Linked DNA regions of Mus musculus: region 1 is linked to region 2. A link is a contact called in public promoter capture Hi-C data. All regions are on one chromosome and are shown on one strand. Each heading gives the region's core, a stretch centred on a gene start, on an enhancer-like site or on the middle of the called end of the contact. The rest is flanking DNA. Distances are from core to core; before and after follow the strand shown. Region 1 holds the start of Fam124b (family with sequence similarity 124, member B). Region 2 overlaps Acsl3 (acyl-CoA synthetase long-chain family member 3).

Evidence for each region. Promoter capture Hi-C pulls out the DNA fragments that hold promoters and counts their contacts.
Region 1: a promoter capture Hi-C map of the HPC-7 cell line shows a contact between it and region 2, with 6 times the contacts expected there. The contact joins the promoter of Fam124b here to the enhancer-like site in region 2. A contact is called at or near these places in 7 of 39 promoter capture datasets (the 3T3-L1 cell line, the HPC-7 cell line, hippocampal neurons and 3 more) and 2 of 9 other capture datasets (adipose tissue and liver).

The regions. Positions count from the first base shown.
Region 1 is chr1:80,212,352-80,216,201 of GRCm38.p6, forward strand. It overlaps Fam124b (family with sequence similarity 124, member B), which reads right to left and starts at 1,593. Exons shown (of 2, transcript NM_173425.3): 1 at 582-1,593. The coding sequence starts at 1,313. All of the region lies in intron 1 of 2310015K22Rik (a long non-coding RNA gene), which reads left to right. It overlaps LOC108167342 (a long non-coding RNA gene), which reads right to left. Exons shown (of 3, transcript XR_865551.2): 2 at 3,791-3,850.
Region 2 is chr1:78,701,012-78,704,919 of GRCm38.p6, forward strand. Acsl3 (acyl-CoA synthetase long-chain family member 3) reads left to right here. Exons shown (of 15, transcript NM_001033606.2): 12 at 258-449; 13 at 2,475-2,589. Among named protein-coding and RNA genes, the nearest start is that of Gm38631, 17 kb to the right of the region's middle. Within about 2 kb of position 1,585, at least 95 of the 459 cell types and tissues checked have an H3K27ac peak or open chromatin away from gene starts, as enhancers often do. A contact at or near this core is called in the HPC-7 cell line and adipose tissue, where this site is marked.

The sequences.
Region 1 (3,850 bases), core at 343-2,842, 1.5 Mb after region 2:
AGCTCCAAGGTCCATCCAGATAATAACACCACACCTTTCCATGTCCTGACAGGAATGAGGCTATTTTAAAGAAATACTTGTGCCCCTTCCTTTAGCTCTCAGACTAATGGCGAAGTGGCTTCCAAGAAACTTGAATTTCCTCAGGAATCTCATGTTGCCCAGATGGTAAAGCTGGGACCCTGAGGCCAGCTAGGGGGTGGGGGGTGGGGGTGGGGTAGGGGGTGACTCCCAGAGATTTGACTCGGTCTTGACAAACTTGCCTGGCTGTCCTGCAGGAGAAGCTGGGGCTGAGACAATGGATGGATTATGGTTGGGACCACACCCTGACCAGGACTGCTTAGGCATATTTCTTGCCCTCTATTTAAACTTAAACTTCATGGGGGAGGGGAGTGGCGACAGGAGGGTGATTTCACTTGTTCAATGTAGCCACTTTGAATTCTTTCTCTGTCTTCCTCTACTATTCGTCATTTTAATTGGCCTGCTGTAGATGGACGGCCAAGTCTAGCTTGTTTGAGCTCCCAGGATCCTGGATCTGACCCTACTAAACCTGGTACACCCCAGAAATGAACGAAATGAAATACCTGCAGCAGAATCTTATTGCCATCATAGTCCTGAGTCTGCCACCTCGCGCTGCTGATGGGAACACACGGATTGGGTAGAAGAGGCACCAGCTGCCCAATCTCTTGAACCCTGAACTGCAGCACAGAAGACTCCTTGGGGTCTACTGACATTCCCAGGGGCAGCTGCTTCAGAGAGAGCTGCAGGCTGAAGCCCTCGGTGGCATAGAGGACAAAGAAACAGAAGTCGCTCTTTTGCACAGTGGCGTCTCTCTGTAGAAGCATCTCATAGAGTCTGATGGCATCTTCATAGTTATCAAAACTGCAGTACAGAGTCACCCTGAGGATATCAGTGCCACAATTCACTGGCCTCATGCCCCACACTGGCATCTGGTTGTGCAGACTGTAGAATTCCTGATTGGCAGGGAGATAAGAACAAGACCTCCCCTGTGCATGCTGGGTAGGGAAACCCTGCCAGGGTGAACGCCGTAGGAAGTCCAAGACTCGAAACAACCGTTCTTGTCCCAGGCTTTCCTGAAGGAAGAGCAAAACAGACATTCCTGGGAAGCGGGCCCTCCGCGGGTGGTACTTTTCATGGTAGTTCACTGGCCTGGCACGTTCAGACACCAGGAAGAGACGCACCTCTGGGCAGATACATTCTAGTAGTTGGTCCAGAGCCTGCTGCAGAAGCAAACCGTTCCCAGTGTCGGCAAGAAGATGCACAGTCAAGGCTAGAGGTTCCTGTATCTCATCCATGGCAGGCTATGTGAAGATTATGATGAAGGCCACCCGACAGGGCCCACAGCTCAGCCTTTTAGGAAGAACCAAGGCCTCACGCAGAGCCCTCAGCCTCTATAAAATCTTTAGCAACTTCTGAACCAAGTTCTTCACCAGATCACACATGCTCCTGGCTTCCTCCAGTGCTCCAGCGGGGAATGTCACTCAAGTGTGGAGTCGGCTACACACAACAGAGTCGCTCTATGTCATCCGGTCTGAGCAGATGTAACTATTTGCTTGGCTTTCTCGGGCATTCCCCAGGGTTTTGGTTTGACCTAAAAACCTATAATGCTGAGACCCACGCCCAGTGGGTGGTTCTTACATTCAACTCAATAGAGGAAATGATCGGCCGAAAGGAACAGGAGGCGGCTCTGTTGTGCTGATAGCAATCTGTGGCTCTGTTACACTGACTAGACATCCATTTGGTGGACCACAATGGGCTCTGACTTCCTACTTAAATATCCTGATGTTTACAGTGGCCTGCCAGGCCACCTGAATAGAATGTGTTCTTTAAAACAACTCCCCAGTCTTATCTGCATGCCAGCTACTTGCTTCTGATAATTTTATACTAAGTCACAAAGAAGAGATATTTTGTCTAAATAGTGTTGGCCTCACTGAAAAAAATGCCTGGTTGAATTTAGAGTAAACTGCCATTAAACATCCTATGAATTGATTTAATTAGCCAACAAGCCTACAAAGAAGAGGGTAATTATTCCCCAGTTGCTGACAAGAAACTGAGGCATAGAAAGAAAAAAAAAAAAATTAAGTAACTTTGCCAAACTCACACAGTGAAGTGGCTGAGGTCTTTGAACCCAAGATATCCAATGCTACCTCTCTGGAGCTGAGAAGGCCAGCCACGATTTCTTTTCTCTTATGATGAGGAAAAGCTGCCATGTCAACTTCCTGTTGACACACTCACCTGTGGATACAGGCTGTAGAACCTTAAATAGAAGGATACCCCACCGTTGATGTAATCACCTAATCTGTTCCTAAATTCTTTAATAGTCAAGCCTAGTTGCAAATACCTATAATCCCAGGATTCAGGAGGCTGAGACAGGGGGATCATTGTGAGTTCAAGGCTGGTTGGGCCCTGTAGAAGGCACTCTAGGCTATATATCAAATCTCTATTGCCACAAACAACAAAGAAAAAAATGCTATTCTGATAGTTGTGCTGTTGCTGGGCCCGGATATGCATCGATTTCTAAATGTGAGTTTGATTTAAAAGAAGCTATGAATGCTACAGAATATGTTGTGACTTTCTAATTAGTTCAAAACCAACTTCCTCTAACTTTAATACACATGAGAAAGTTATGATCTCGTGCTTTGATAATGGGCTGAGTACTCTAATTCTAAAGAGAGACGTCTTTGCCCCTCCATAGCTAAGAATGGAGCAGGGGAGGCAGTCCCAGGAAAGGAGCAGTAAGGAGTCTTCCAGCTGAGTCTGCAAATCTGCTGGCTACATCCATAGGTCTCTATACATTGTAAAACTCTCACAGGCACATGGGAGAAAAAAATAGACCCTTTCTTTCCTTGACTTGACCAAAGCATCCAGTCATCCACTTCTCTTTTCTAATTTCTGTTTCCGATTCTTTTGGACTGCAGAGAAGCTGAGGTGGAAGCTTATGGGCCTGGCCACTTAGTAACAGGAGAACAACCACATTTAAAGTCAAAACTTCATGGAAAAGAACCATCTCCATCCAGATCTACCCACAATTTTAATCAATTGAATTCTATAATCCTAAGATTTCTGTATAAGAAAATTATAGAAATGTAATTTGTAAGGACAAATTGTTTTTAAATGTCCACATAACACTTAGTAATTAGATTAATTTTGCTTTAACTGTCTGGTAATTGTTAGAGGGTTTTTTTTCCCCTTAGAGCATAGCTCTCAAATGTTAAAAAAAAAGAAGAAGCCACCTCTTAATTCATGTCACATGCTGACATTTGAAAACTATAACACTCTTTCCTCACTATAAGACCCTTTCCTCCCCCACAACCTGCCTCTATCTCTTCTGAGTCACTTTAGACCAAACCCTGGTTCTTGAAAGAACTTTTGAAATTCTTAAAATAGCATAAAGAACTCTAAATGTTTGAAGAGAAAAACCCTACCCCTGAGTCAAAAAGATTAACTCATTAGCTCACGGCATTTTGTCTAACACAGAGGCTAAACTTCCTAGGTGGGAATTGGTTGTTTAGCCTTCCATCCAACGTTCCTTTTCCCTGTGGAGTGTTGTTGTGTAGATAGATAGATAGATAGATAGATAGATAGATAGATAGATAGATAGATAGATAGAATCTCATTAATCTGTTGGCAGCTAAAGCACCAAGCAATTGCAGTCAGGAACAGGGGAGGGTCAGCCAGCATCCTACCTGTCTTTGCAGTTCCTTCTCTTGGAGCACTGGGACATCCTGGGCCTACCCCACCCTCCCCGGCTTGCTACCTCCACTGTGGTTACCTTCCTCCTCTCAGCACAAATGGCAGCTTCTTAGTTAAGCCCCATGGTGAACTTCGGGTT
Region 2 (3,908 bases), core at 335-2,834:
AGAACCTGTATAATTATTTTACATAGTAGGTGGAGGATGCTGGGTTTTAGACTGGAATAGTAGCTTAAAAGCATGGATGTTCATTATTTAACAACTGAGAATTTGTCTCTAGCTTATTGATAATGTTTAGTTACACGGTCTAGTTTGTTTCTCTTGGAGTCTCTTAATTGGTTAAAATAAGATGTCTACACTTAGAAACTAATAGTTTAGAATATTTGTATAATACCTATATGTGTTATTTTGTGTTTATTAATTAGGTGGCTATTTTAATACTGACAAACCACATCCCAGAGGTGAAATTCTTATTGGTGGCCAAAATGTGACAATGGGGTACTACAAAAATGAAGCAAAAACAAAGACAGATTTCTTTGAAGATGAAAATGGACAGCGGTGGCTGTGCACTGGAGATATTGGAGAGTTTGACCCTGACGGCTGTCTGAAGATCATTGGTGAGTATTGCGTCCTTTTAAAAAGCTTATGTGTATGACTGTTTTGCCTCCATGTATGTATGTGTACTGCATGTATGCACGATGTCCTCGGAGGTCAGAAGAGGGTGGCCAAGTCCTCTGGAGCTGGAGTTACAGATGGTTGTGAGCCACCACCATATGGGTGCTGGGAACTGAACCCAGGTCCTCTGCCAGAGTACTACATGGTCTTAAATGTTGAGTCATCTTTTAAGCCTCTGAATTCTTTCTTGAAAGTGTTTTCCCAGATGACTTTACAAAGTGGTGCCTGTGTTTACAGAGACTGTTTTACTAGTGAAAGAGCTTATCTCTGTAATATTGAGGGGGGCTTTTATATCATTTCTGAAATATAACATTTTAAAGAGAGACTAAAGTGTTCTTAAAGCTTGGCATGTTATGAATACGGTTGCAAAAGCTGTTCAGCCACAGATTTGTGGTCATTAGTCACTCTCTACTGTTGGTGTAGGGAATGCTTGTTTTTGTTAGCTGCCTGGCTAGGTTATTGTGCAGTGCTTGTGGTCTGAACTTAGTCCTGGCTTTGCCCAGGAAAACCAAGGAAAGCCTGGCAAGTCAAGTACTGTGACCTACAAGGCAAAACACCTTTCGTGCTTCTGCTGCAGTTTGTTCAGCTTCAGTAGTGCCAGATGCATCCTGGGGTTATTCGGGGCTTCCTGGGAGACACAAGCAAGCATCTGCTTACCCCACATAGGGGACAGATGACAGACTAAATGCTGGTGCCACCAGCGTCCAACTTGGTGAACTAGTGAGTGTCACTGGAGTTCCTTATGGAGTGAGTGCAGGTGAGCAGGAATGACTAGAGACAGATGCAGCAGCAGCGAAAGTCCACCCCAGCATGGGTGAGAGCCCACAGAAGCTGGCGTCCTGGAGCGTCCTGCTTGACCTTGCTGGCAGCTTGACAAGGTGAAGCAGTCTCTTCTTGGCAGCCCAGTTGGTCTGAGCATCCTCTGGGCAGCTTGCTTGGTTTATTTGACAGTGTCTCTTAGAAGTCTTTACTGCTTGTGCAAGCTTGAGGAGGGAGGAGTCGAGTGCGTCTGGTGAGCGTCAGGGACTTCTAGTGTACTGGTTCTCAACCTTACTATGCTGCAACAGAGAACTGCTGTCCTAGGGCTTCTGAGTCATTTCCTCAGTGGGCCTCCTGTTTTTATGACATGTGGATCTTGCGGCGCTTCCCTGCAGGTTAGAAAGTTTCATTGAGAGTTTTGTCCTGTAGGAAATTGTTGACAACACCTGGTCTTGATACCCTGAAGGCCAAAAGGAGCTGAGGCTTCCCGACCTCTGCTCCACATCCTGTCTCACTGAGAAAGGCAGACGGCTTCCAAAGCATCGTCTGCCTCTCTGCACATTTGCGGGTCAGGCCTAGGCCTGTGCCACCCTATCTATCATAAGGATCTCCGCTGTGCTGCTGCACACCTCTCCAAACCTTTCCACTTCCAGTGTGTAATGACGACACCTCATAGTTCTAAGAAACCTTTAATAGCTGCTAGGGGTTGTGTTCAGGGAGCCTCTATCACCCAGCTGCCATTCACCTCCCACCTCTTGAATTGTTTCCTTCCTCTTTATGCTTCAGTGTTTGAGTTGACACAGCTCCGGTCAATAAAAGTCACTTCAGGCCCCACTTGCAAGGATTCCTTCCCAGCCCACAAGTTGGCTGTGTTGTGTGGGTGCTGTGTTTCTGTTCCTCTTTCCTGGTGTGCCTTTGCCCATTGCAGTGCAAAGCTGCTTTCCCTCTGCACTAGTGAGTGTCAGGAGCGCAGCAGCTCAGCAGAATATATTCAAGCCATAAGGATGATGTCCCTTAAGTACAATATTTTCCACAAGAGAATTTACTTAATTGTAAAAGATTAGGGTCTGACTTTATTGTATAATCTCAACTTTAGGGCAGCCATCCATGCTTAGTTGAGAAAAGTTTTAAATGACTTGGTGAGAGTATTCCTATGTGCTTAAGGTGTTAATGACTGTTCTCAATATTTCTGCCTTTGCCCTTTGCAGACCGTAAAAAGGACCTTGTGAAACTACAGGCAGGAGAGTACGTTTCTCTCGGGAAAGTAGAGGCAGCTTTGAAGAACCTCCCACTGATAGATAACATTTGTGCGTATGCAAACAGGTGAGCTCCTGGAGTCTGGGCTGCGGTCTAGAAGTTGGCAGGTGTGCCGTGAGCAGTTGCAGCCGTGTGCTGCGGTATAAAAGTTGGTGGGTGTGCTGGGTGTGCCGTGAGCAGTCGAAGCCCCTGTGGGGCCACCACCTCCTCTGCATAGCTAGTGAGCCGGAACTTCCTGGGATGCTCTCCTCTGTAAGTGTCCTGAGTGACAGAGTTGGGGAAATAAGTTCTTATGCTGCCTCAGTACCTCTGCACAGGGAGGCTTTGCAGACCCAGTCAGCTGCAAGGGCATAAGTAGTAGCTCCCTACAGTCCTCTCTTCTGTCCTGACCTGCAGCTTGGCCATGCTTCCTGCTGGCCTGGCTCACCACAACCTCACAGCCCAGGATATCATAGGCAGCAGGGAATGGAAGTGTAAATTTAGAAGCCTAGAGGTGTATTGGGAACTGATGGAATCTGAGATTAGACCTGACTGCATTTCTGTAATAGTAAGTGAAGTAACTTAATCGTATGACCAGTAATCACAGTCACATGTCTGTGCACAAGGCTAGTAACCTGTCTGTAGCAGCTGACATAGTCATGGGTGTCGTAGGACAATCAACTTAGAAGAGGACTTTGGGCTGCATCCTGGGAGGTAGAGCTTCCGGTGGAATAGTTGTCTTCTGAAATAATTAGAACCAGAAATGTTTCAGAGACTGGATTTTGTTGTTTTGTGAGTTCTCGCTATATAGTCCTGGCTGTCCTGGAACTCACTCTGGACTGGGCCACCCTTGAACTACCTGCCTCTGCCTCCCAAGTGCCGCTGGAATTAAAGGCATGCAACTATTATGTCCTTTCTAAGATGGTGGGATTTTTGAAATATGTGCTTAGACTCGACCAGTTAGCACCCTGTACATGGACGCATCAGTGACTGCGCTTTAAAAAGCCATTTGTTTTCTTCAGCTTTGCTCTAGAGATGGGTTTTATTTACTTAAGAATAACTCCAAGTGTCCTTTTCTTGTCACGGTGCTGTCATTTCCTCAGGGTTAGGCTGGTCCTGAATTCATGGCAATCCTCCTGCCTGTCTATTGTGGGGTCCACAGGCTCTCTGTCCAGCAATTATGCTGTTCTGCATTTCTCAAAATAGTGCCTGTCTTTGTGCATACTAAGTTCCTTTGATGATACAATTCTTCCAATAGCATTGTTACAGGCTACCCTTGAACTTAAGACATCCGTCTGCCTTCTGAGTGCTGGGATTAAACCTGGCTCATCACATGATTTAAACTTGCTGCTACAATTCTGTAGAAAGATAGTTTACAGGTTTTACTCTTCTTACCTCGATTCCAC